Linked DNA regions of Drosophila melanogaster: region 1 is linked to region 2. Evidence: chromatin contacts called from public Hi-C data. All regions are on one chromosome and are shown on one strand. Each heading gives the region's core, a stretch centred on a gene start, on an enhancer-like site or on the middle of the called end of the contact. The rest is flanking DNA. Distances are from core to core; before and after follow the strand shown. Region 1 holds the start of Rca1 (Regulator of cyclin A1). Region 2 holds the start of ifc (infertile crescent).

The links. A called contact is a pair of places that touch in the nucleus more often than the background predicts.
Region 1: a Hi-C map of the Kc167 cell line shows a contact between it and region 2, with 2.2 times the contacts expected there. The contact joins the promoter of Rca1 here to the promoter of ifc in region 2. A contact is called at or near these places in 2 of 107 Hi-C or Micro-C datasets (the Kc167 cell line and the S2 cell line).

What each region holds. Positions count from the first base shown.
Region 1 is chr2L:6,848,899-6,854,399 of dm6, reverse strand. It overlaps Rca1 (Regulator of cyclin A1), which reads right to left and starts at 2,085. Exons shown (of 1, transcript NM_057866.3): 1 at 534-2,085. The coding sequence starts at 1,978. The coding sequence ends at 743. It overlaps l(2)k09022 (lethal (2) k09022), which reads right to left and starts at 258. Exons shown (of 4, transcript NM_135235.3): 1 at 1-258. The coding sequence starts at 154.
Region 2 is chr2L:5,982,662-5,987,789 of dm6, reverse strand. ifc (infertile crescent) reads right to left here and starts at 1,442. Exons shown (of 2, transcript NM_057246.5): 1 at 898-1,442; 2 at 1-174. The coding sequence starts at 1,295. eIF4A (eukaryotic translation initiation factor 4A) reads right to left here. Exons shown (of 5, transcript NM_001258978.3): 2 at 4,554-4,780; 3 at 3,166-3,779; 4 at 2,848-3,071; 5 at 1,881-2,764. The coding sequence ends at 2,620.

The DNA of each region.
Region 1 (5,501 bases), core at 836-3,335, 870 kb before region 2:
CCGTTAACCCGATCTCATAAATGGACCGCCGATCCTTGGTGGCCGCCTCCTTGGGATCGAAGAGTATGGAGGCGCGACTTCGTGCATCTGCCAAAGTTACCGACGACTGCGGCGCAGCCAGTTTCTGCAGCTGCTGTGCCAACGCAGTACTCATTTTGGATGATCGTTTTTTCCTTTTTTCTCAAGTTAATTAAAGGTAAAAACGGAGAACAATAAATGTGCGGCAACCGCACTCCACACGTGTTTTGTTGGTGTGGCCAAAGATCTCTTGGCAGTACACAAAGTAGCTTACGGTAAATAGCGCGCATTGGCGTTAGCCAAGACCCAAACCAGTATACTACAGCTGATTTTAAACATTTTCTGTTTGAATTTATTTTATGCAATGCAATCAATAATAATAAAATATTTTTAAGACTTGCCTAACATATTAAGGCTGCCTTTGAAGCCTGTTATAATGATGTATAATAACAAAGCCTTACATGTTAATAAACAGGAATCACTTTCCCCCAGTTATAATTATAACAATTATAGTTCTAAAAATGATTTATATATTTTGCATGTGTAAAAAATACTTAATCTCGCAGAGGTACAGAATTCCGACAAACCTTACATGGAACGATTTAAAAACATATATATGAATGTACGTGATGAAATGGAACTTAATGCGATGGACATAATACGAAATTAATGAGATTTAAAAAAATCGAATACTAATCGTAATAGTTAAAAGCCTATGATAAAGCTAAAAGCAGAGCCGCTTGAGCGAGTTCTTCCTTGTGATTTTCGGATCACGGTTCTGGGCACGTTGTGGCGGCGTCAGTCGCTCCCGTGGCATCATCAGTTTGGATGGTGTGTCCAGTTCGGTGACCAGGCAACGCTCGCCGGGATGCGACTTGCACAGACAGTTGACGCAGAACCGAAACTGGCAGATGACACTGGTGCATTCGGCGAAGTTATATGGCGGTCCTTGCGGTGAAGTCCTGACCTCGTCAAGATCCAGGGACAGGAAGCGTTTGAGAGGCGGACCCGTCATGCAGGGGAATGTGCTGGTTGTACGTCCAATAGGCAGAGTTTGCGACAATAGGTTTTCGCCACACTTGGCCGCCTCGCTTATGAAAACCCGGCTGCCTCGACCGCATCGCGGACACTTGACGCGCTGCGTCTGCTCGCGCAGCACCCTTCCGGCATCCACGTCCATCAGGTGGATGCTCGAGTTGCCCGAGTCCATTAGCGAGGCGGCGCTGTTGGCCAGGCTGCTATGGTTCGAGGTCTGCAATGGCACTGTGTGGTTTGCCTTGGGCACATGGCTGCACCGCTTGGGCACGTGAGGATTCTCTTTGGTTAGATTCAATTTGAGTCGGTGGTTCTGTAGGCGCTCCAAGTCGCGTTGGCTGCGATAAACAGCCTGCTTCCAGGCCGGCGATACCTTGGTCATCACGTCCAGCGTGTGGGCGCCCACATGACGCAGTATGCACTGCAGTGCCGGTTGCCATTGCGCCAGCTTGGCCACGATATCCAGCTTTTCGACACCGCCGTAGAAGCGATTCTTGGGCGGTTCTTCTATGTGGGGAAAGAGCAGCTTTTTGGACTTCTTGGGGCTACTGTGTGGCGATTGAAAGTGTTTCTTGCGTCGCTTGGGCAGACTATGCTCATCCTGCAGACGCGGAGTCATAGAGAAAGGCTCCTCCTCCGCGGAAAATTTCTTTTGGGGCTGTGTTCTGGGATAGGGCTTGCCCCAGTAAAGGTCCTGCTCCTGGTGGCCACTGGGCGTGTTCAGCCCCCGAAAGAATGTTGTGGTATTCGATGCATTGCGACAGTTTTCGCCCTCAGCGTCCTCCAATAAAAATGGCGTCTCCGCGGTGGAATTGTGCAGCGCCAGGAAGGATGTGTAGCCAGACTCGTTCATCTCCAACTCGAAGGATGACCCTCGGCTTGGGCTCTTCTTCCGCAACGCCGCGCGCCGATAATAGGCGCTCATCTTGACCGAATTTTAAACTTTCGAATTGTTATGCTTTTCGCATCGGTTGATTGTTTTTGGGTACGGATCAGTGTGACCGCCCCAATAAAATACTAACTGGCTACTAAATAGATACCAGTTCATTGTCGGGTCAACTCAGAATGCTACGTATCGCGTTGCCAACCATTTGATATATATTATCGTGACTGTTAGGCAAACCATTTAAACTTGTGCATTAAAAGATGCCACTTGATCGGATTATTGGAATCTGACAGTTAATCGTAGACTCCTATTAACATAAGCAACTTCAGCCATTTATAAACATGTCTAAAAGAGTTCAAGCTGTACAAGATTTGAGGTTCTGGAATAAGATAGCGTTTTTTCATTCTATGCAGTGTGTACATACTTCCATATTAGCGAGTACACATTCCAAAGCTAGCGAAGACGCACTTGCGACTAATGCTCTCGAAAAAAGAAGTAAAATAAAGAATAAGAGTGATAAATAATATGTATAATCAGTTCATTAAGTTAAAAACACCAAGAATTTGACTTTCAATAAATTATATTTCCATGCCTTACGCCATAAGTATAAAATAAATACCTATATACTCAGCTTATTGCTTTAATACCAATTCGAAAATAGAAAACTTTCACTTATTAAATATGGAAATAAGTAATAGTTTGAAAACATTCACTTTATAAAAACGGGATTCCGTTTAACATCTTATATATTATTATTATATTATTATATTATATTATATTATTATATTATATTATATATATTAAAAGTGTATTTCATCGTCTTAGCTTTGAAGACATTGGTAAAATTATGTTGATAAGCTTATAAAAATACTCTCGATTAGCTGACATATGGTGCTATTTAAATTTCTACGCCTATAACAAAAAGATTTTAATCGAACATAAGTATATCTATATCTATTAAAATTGAAATCATTACAAATTATTTTATGAGATATGTCTTCTGTTCCCTGTTTGGCCCAATCAAAATTCGGCAGTCAGGATAATCTGGCCTTGGCCATCATCAGTGTCATCAAATTAACGAAAATCCCTCAATAATTTATCATTTGTTCTCCCTGACTCGTCCTTAGATTTTTTCCGTTCCGCTTCCCTCATCTTCTTCTTTGCCGCGTCCTTTGTGCCCACTGACAAATTTGCCAGCTCAAGTTTTTTGTGCAAATCATGACGGGGCATAGATTTGGGATTCATGTGAAAGTCTTCCTTCGCCGCTAGGTGGATAGTTTCGTCAGCTGTCCATAGAGTCAGCTAAATGAAGCCCCATGACCCACCACCACTGGCCAACCCATGCTCGTGCCCATTCCCATTCCAAGGACCATTTGCAACCGCCCGACGACTTCATCCACTTGCTGGGAAAGATGAGAGGTCGAGAATCTGTTGTGGTTGCCGGGGGAAAATCAATGAATGATATTTCCTTTATGAGGCTCAATTATTTGCTGCGGGGATTTGCTATTCTACCCCGGATTCTGTCATCTGGTTCGTGCCTCATTGTCCTTCTAAATGCTTTGGCAAAATATTTTGGGTATTTGCGCTGCCTTTTGTCGGCCAGCAGCTTCTGCGTTAATAATTTATGAATACTTGCTCGTTTATTGTTTTGCATTATTTATGGTTTTATTATTTGTCTATTTGCTGCCACCAAAAGGGGCGTGTCGGCGGGCAAAGATTTTGTTTTGATTTTAATTAAATCGACGGACAGACGCACATCGGCTTAATTTAAAGTCATTTGACTGTTCTAATCTCTTTTCCACTGACCGGTTTGCCCATCTTTTTTTTTTTTCGGGCGTGGATATGGCAGCATATTAATTGTCGTCGTGGCTTTGGGATTAATCTGTGGTTCATTTGGTTCGGTCCTGGGAAGTCGTGGTCACCCTGTTTGCTTTGAGATCAGAGGGATGTTAACTAATGACTTTGTCAATGGGAGCCGAATGAGTCGAACTAGGGATATGTGCTAGGCATTGATTTATCTTAGGTGTATATAGAAGATAACTGCAATGATATTTAAAGTATTATATAAAATATTACAAGATTTGCTAGAAATAATATGTTGTTGGTTGAATAATGAAGTAGTGCTCTTGCACTCATAAATATTGTTTTCAAAAATAAGTCTCAACTCATTTCCTTGACTTTACTTTAAGGACTTACATTACTTCCTGTACAAATCGCGACTTTACCATACCATGAATCTATTTGCCTTGTCCTGCTTCGAGAATGCTAACTAACCTTCACCCCAAAAACTACTGTCAACAGAACACAATTCCTTATGGCTGAGGGAAAATCCTTGAGGCAAGGCAAATCCATGTCCAAAAGGTCGCGACATATGTAGCGCATATATGCATACATATGTTTTGATGTGGAGCTATGTTTGCACGGATATTGATATGCGGCTGATTAATTTGAGTTTACGCACCAGAACGACCCGGAATGATGACAAATGGGGGAAAGGAAGGGCAGCTCCTGTCAATATTTGCACTCAATCCGTACATATGCTCTAATTATTATCCTTTTGGCAGTGGGCAGTGCCCTGTTTTGGCATTATGTCGCTGCACGCACACCCATTCCACTCCATTGGTGCTTTAACCCATGACAGCCCGATCAAACATGGGTCGGTCGCTCGAATCAACTAATTATGGTAATTTACCGCGGAATGTCAACAAATATTTTGTAACCGGTTATTTTATCGCACGGCCGCGACTCACGTAAGTCCTTCGACCAAGGAAGGAAGTCACCCATCCACACTGGACACACTGCAACTGGAACTGAAGGTGGAGGATGGAGGATGGGGTGGAGTTGGAGATGGAGCTGGCCAGGATGGCATTGTGAGTTGTCGTGGCTTGGAGCTGGACGGGGCAGTCGGAGCATTTGACAAACGATGTTTACCGCGGTGGGAGGCCATCCTGGGTGTCCTTGCGGCCACGCGAAGTGGTCGGATTATTTTTAACCAAACGAACGGACAAACTCAAATGGCTGTGCAAGCAAAGTAACCCGAACTGGAACTCAAACTGGAACGGAACCCAATTCGCTTGATTGTGTTTGATTTCGGCGGTGGGTTTATAAGTATATGAGTACTCATTCTTGCTACCCTTTCGTAGGTTGTTAACTTGTTAAAATTGAGTTGTTAATGGATGTATGTTCCCTAGTTTTAAAAAGTTTGAAGAATATCTTAATGTCACTTTTACTTCTTATGTTTAGAAAGATTTAATGTTGCTGCTTTCTAGGGTATCTCAACGTTTGCACTTTCTCTACAAGTGACCAACTATTTGCTCTGTTTTATGATGGCCCACTGCGTGGTAATTCATTTTTAGTCAATAAATCGCTTGGTTACCCGTGCTTTTTTGTCCTTTTACCTGGGAGTGGCGAAAGGAAAACAAAAATTAAACTGATTACCGGGCCAAAGTTGAGAGCCAGAGGAGCATTATTAATTTGATGGTAATAAGGGAATAATCGCACTCATTTATCATTTTAATGTTTTCGCATTTCACGATGTGGGCGAGCCAGAAGTCGAAGGAGC
Region 2 (5,128 bases), core at 193-2,692:
ACGGTGTTAATAATCTCCAGGCGTGTAGGTGGCTTCGGGTTAATAATCAGTGGACGGAAAATGTAAAAAAAAGGCTGCAGGCACACCCACAGAAATTTTCCAAATGTGGTGTCAAACAGGCGCGCCTCCAGCAGTGTGGGTATGTCAGTGTCAATTGCCTCATCACCTTGGTAACTGAAAGGACAAATAAACGTTACAGTTTATTGAGCTGGTGAACGGTGAACAATGTATGCATAGCATGTAGTTAGCAATATAATTTTTTTAGAATGCAGATAGTTTGTGATGATTTACGTACATGACTTATTTTAGACTTAGTTGGGACTGAGAAGCGAACATTTGGGATTGGGACGTTGTTGAACGACAATCAATGATCCGCCCAATGGTGCACCTGGGCGATAAGATAAACACTATCTACGACTAGAAACATAGTGAATGACTGTAACTGTAAACATAAACAACACTCATAAAATTAGTTTGAATAATATTTCGGGAACTTTTTGCGGAAGGCGAAGCAGTGACTCAACTGAACGCGACTTGCAGCCGAGAAGTCGAGTGGCAAATCACTGAGCTACGTGACCAATTGAGCGCCTATTCGGATACACATATAACTACAACCTTATCTAATCGGCGCAATTAAGACGCACTCGATGCCCGGCAAAAGGGAACAACATGAAAACTGATTCACAAGTTTGCGGGGTGAAAATTCACATGAAACCCAATGGAGAGCAATCAGTGTTGAACAACACAAGCCGGCTTTTAAATGGATAAATGCGGAATGGGATGATGTTTTCGCTGTTTACTGTGTGACTACGCCCTATTGCCCAGAGAAAAGTGTTAATGCCCATGTGTGCGTGAGGGTGCGGTTTAGGGTATGAATTCGAACCGATTGGCACGTACCGGTGATGTTCCAGATGGTACTTTTTGAAGGAAATGCTCATGGGCAACCCGATGGGCAGGTTGCAGATGAAGCCCAAGATCCGGTTGTGCATAGGTCTGCTGTGTCCAAAGGCCAGGTTGTGCGAGATCTCGTGAACGGCCAGCATCAACGAGTGGTTGATGATGCCGCCGAAGCAATAGGCGGCCACGATGAGCCACGACCACGACAGGTCCTTCACGACGAACAGCGCCAGGATCTGTGTGAGCACCATTGCGCCGGCCACCCACTTGAAATTCGGGTCGTGGCCAAAGAGCTTCTTGATCTGCGGGTACTTCTCCAGTATGATCTTGCGCCGCGAGGCGTGCGGCTCCTCCGTGTACACCCACTCGAAGTCGGTGCGCGAAACTTTCTGTCCCATCTTGGATGCTTGGACTGGTTGCGGTTATGGGTTATTACGGGTGACGTGCTACAGGTCGGTGTTAGTTGGCCAACATTATCGACCGGCGCGAGGAAGGAAACTGTCCAAACATCCAACTGGGCGGATTGAAAAATTAATATGACCTGACGTGATAGGGCTGCGAGTCGAATCGATAGATTATCGATAGCTTGTTATCAGAATTTCAACCGATAAGTTGATGTGAAGGCTTAACGAAATGCAACTTACCCACTGCGCTTTCGTTTTAAAAGTATATGCAGTGGAGTGGTGTTGAAAGTTTTAAAAAATTAGTTTAACTTTTGGAACTCATCTTGCTTAGAGAGCTGGTTTTAAAGCGAAAGCTTATGAAATTGGCTAAAAAGGTTTGGGTTAATATGAGGTTAACCCAAACCGTACGTAACAGATACATAAAAACTTTTCAAAAACAGCCATTTTCGTTCTACTGTTTTGAGATAAGGAATTTACTTCCGCTTTGTTAAACATAATCTACAATACCACCCAATTGTATATATCCACAGCTATATCAACTCATGCTATACACCCAATAGCGGCAACCATATATTTTTTGGCCATACCCCGAAAGATATATAGCTATATGTTAATACATTTATAGATCTGGGTGGATTCGCTGTGTGTTCGTGTTTAGCGTAAAATGTTGCTTCGGTTGTCAGCTGTTTTTTAGGAGTGGTATATTTAAACATAATGTGTACATATGTATTTTGTTTTGTTTTAATATATTTTTATCAATAGTTCTAGAAAAAGCTAAAACAAAGGTGCGGCAAAAAGGTGTTCTGATATTGTGGCTTTTGCGTTTAGTTCCTCGCTCTTCTTAGCAAGTGGTATCTTGTACCTGGTTTCAGATATTACTTTTTTTAGATAGATGCAAATGTTGTTTTAAGTTTTGTTTTTTTTTTTTTATATATTTGTATATATTTGTTGTTGCTGGTTGACAACGCAGTTTTAAAATTGATGATACACAGAGAACTAAATGGATACAGAGGGGTTCCGGCTAATCGGCAATTGGTGGTGGTGTTGCTGCCGCTTCCGCTGCTGCTGATGTTACTGCTGCTGCGCCGCTGCTGAAGATGTTGCTGCTCTGTCCTGGTTTAGTCCTTTTTTTGGGTGGTCGGTCGGCTGCCTTTTCGAATTAATATTTGAATAATAAATATTTAACTTGACTTGTTGATCTTTGAATAATTTATAGTTGCGCTCGGTTATCGATTTCGCAGTTCTTGTTTGCTGTTTTGCTCACTCACTTTTTGTTTAGAATTCTTTCTTAGTTGTTTTGCGGCTCAGCAGAAAAAATTTAAATCAAATCGGCAATATTAGCAGGCATTTCCTCAATTGTTGTGTGGTAGAACTGTTCAATATCCTTAAGGATTCGTCGATCATCATCTGTAATAAAGTTGATCGCAACACCCTTGCGACCGAAACGACCACCGCGACCAATTCTGAAATAGATTGAAAGTGATGGTATCATGTTTAGTATAGCACATAGCTGAGTAGATTCAGGGGCGAGGTGGTGAGCACTTACCTATGAATGTAGTTCTCGCGGTTCGAGGGCAGATCATAGTTGATGACCAACGACACCTGCTGCACATCAATACCGCGCGCCAGTAAATCAGTGGTAATCAGAACACGAGACGAGCCCGAACGGAATTGTTTCATGATGACCTCGCGATCACGCTGCTCCATGTCGCCGTGCATGGCCGAGACGGTGAAGTTGTGGATAGACATCTCCTGGGTCAGTTGGTCCACCTGAAGAATGGGTAGACATTTTTGTTAGCAACTTATCGGCTTTGCGATTGAAACTAATCCAGCTTCACACAATTATAAGAATGAGTGAATTTACCTTGCGACGGGTGTTGCAGAAGATTACCGACTGGGTGATGGACAGCGTATCGTACAGATCGCAAAGGGTGCCCAGTTTCCAGTTCTCCTGCTTCACGTTGACGTAAAACTGCTTGATACCCTCAAGGGTCAGTTCCTCCTTCTTAACCAGGATGCTGACGGGATCACGCATGAAGCAACGGCTCACTTCGAGCACATCCGGCGGCATGGTGGCGGACAGCAGGATGACCTGCACATCTGGGGGCAGCATCTTGAAGACATCCTGGATCTGATCCTTGAAACCGCGGGACAACATCTCATCGGCCTCATCCAGCACGAACAGCTTGATGTACTGGGTGCGCAGCACCTTGCGGTTGATCATGTCGTAGACGCGGCCAGGAGTGCCCACCACCACATGGCAACCGGATTCCAAGATGCGGGCGTCTTCGCGCACGTTAGTGCCGCCAATGCAGGCGTGCGAGTGCACCTTCATGTACTCGCCGAGCGCCATCACCACGCGCTGGATCTGCGTGGCCAACTCGCGAGTGGGGGCCAGGATCAGCGCCTGGCACTCGCGAATGCTCGTGTCGATTTGCTGAAGGATAGCAATCGAGAAGGTGGCAGTCTTGCCAGTTCCTACGGAGGAGATTAAAGGTAAAATGGTTAGTATGCAGAATAGTGTGTGCTACGGACTATACACAATTACTTTTCTAACTATGTGATATTCTTATGGAAATTCAGCAAAATTCCAATTTTCGACTAACCAGTACGCCATTTGTTATGCAATTCTGTTAGGCGTAAACTTGAATGACGGAAAGATCAATGGAATAAAGACAGTTGTCCATCGTTTCATCAGGTAGCTGATGTGCCATTTCAGGGTCGAGCTGGCCACTAATCCCTGCCTATACATCGATAGGCAGGTGCAAGTGCCAGAACACAAAACAGGAGTTGAGAATGAACTATATTAATATGTATATAGAGCCTCTTTTGCAGAGCCTGCAAAATGGATTAGTGCCGAATGAGCAATGTAGGTAGATCGCATTTGGAACAGATGACCTTAAAAACGCATAGCAGCTGGAATTCGCCAAGAGCGCTCGAAGAGCGACCTTCTTTCTGGGAACTTTCTTCTGGCCTGGCGGCCGAGAAACCGAAACGCAGCTGGTCAGCGAAAAGTGGCGCGCAAGCGCAACGACGCCGACAATCGAAGAGAGCGGACGGAAGAGAGAGAGTATAAGGAGAAGAAAGAGAGTGCTGCAAAGCGGAATTTCAACAAAGAAATACAGGCGCAGCGGCTGAGTCATCGTGCTGTTTTTTCGCCGATTTTGCACATTCTCGAAAGTTTTTCTTTGTGACTGATCGAGGGGGATGATGGTGAAGATGATGATGGGGGACTCGGAGCCATTTACTCACCCGACTGGGCCTGGGCAATGACATCGCGACCCCTCACACAGGGAATGATGGCGCGCTGCTGGATGGCCGACGGCTTCTCGAAACCATAACCGTAGATGCCGCGCAGCAACTCCTCGCGCAAGTTCATGTCATCGAAGTTGTCGTACACCTCGTGCCAGGTGGACTCGATGACGCCCTCGGGTTCCATGCTGGCGGGGCCATCCTGAGGTATCTCATTTCGGTCATCCCTGCAAGAAAGCGAGAATGCGTTAGTGGGGCGGAACAGTGGAAACAACAACAAAAGCAGTAGCGGGACGGGGGTAAAAAATTTTCCAGCCACAATTGTTGGTTATGGCGAATGGCAGAAAAGCGAAAAGTAAGTAAGGCTGGTGGAGGGAGAATCGAAAACCGCGAGCGCCGCTTGGCAACCACTCACATTATCAACAATAAAGAATTGACTAGGTAAACTTATATCCTGAATTTCGACGGCTTGGGCCCGGTTCACTCAATCAACTGTTTGCCTATTTGTCTAGAACGAATAACGGAGAATTCGGGCCGAACGCCGACTGTGTTGTTTTCTCGAGCTATCGAGCGCT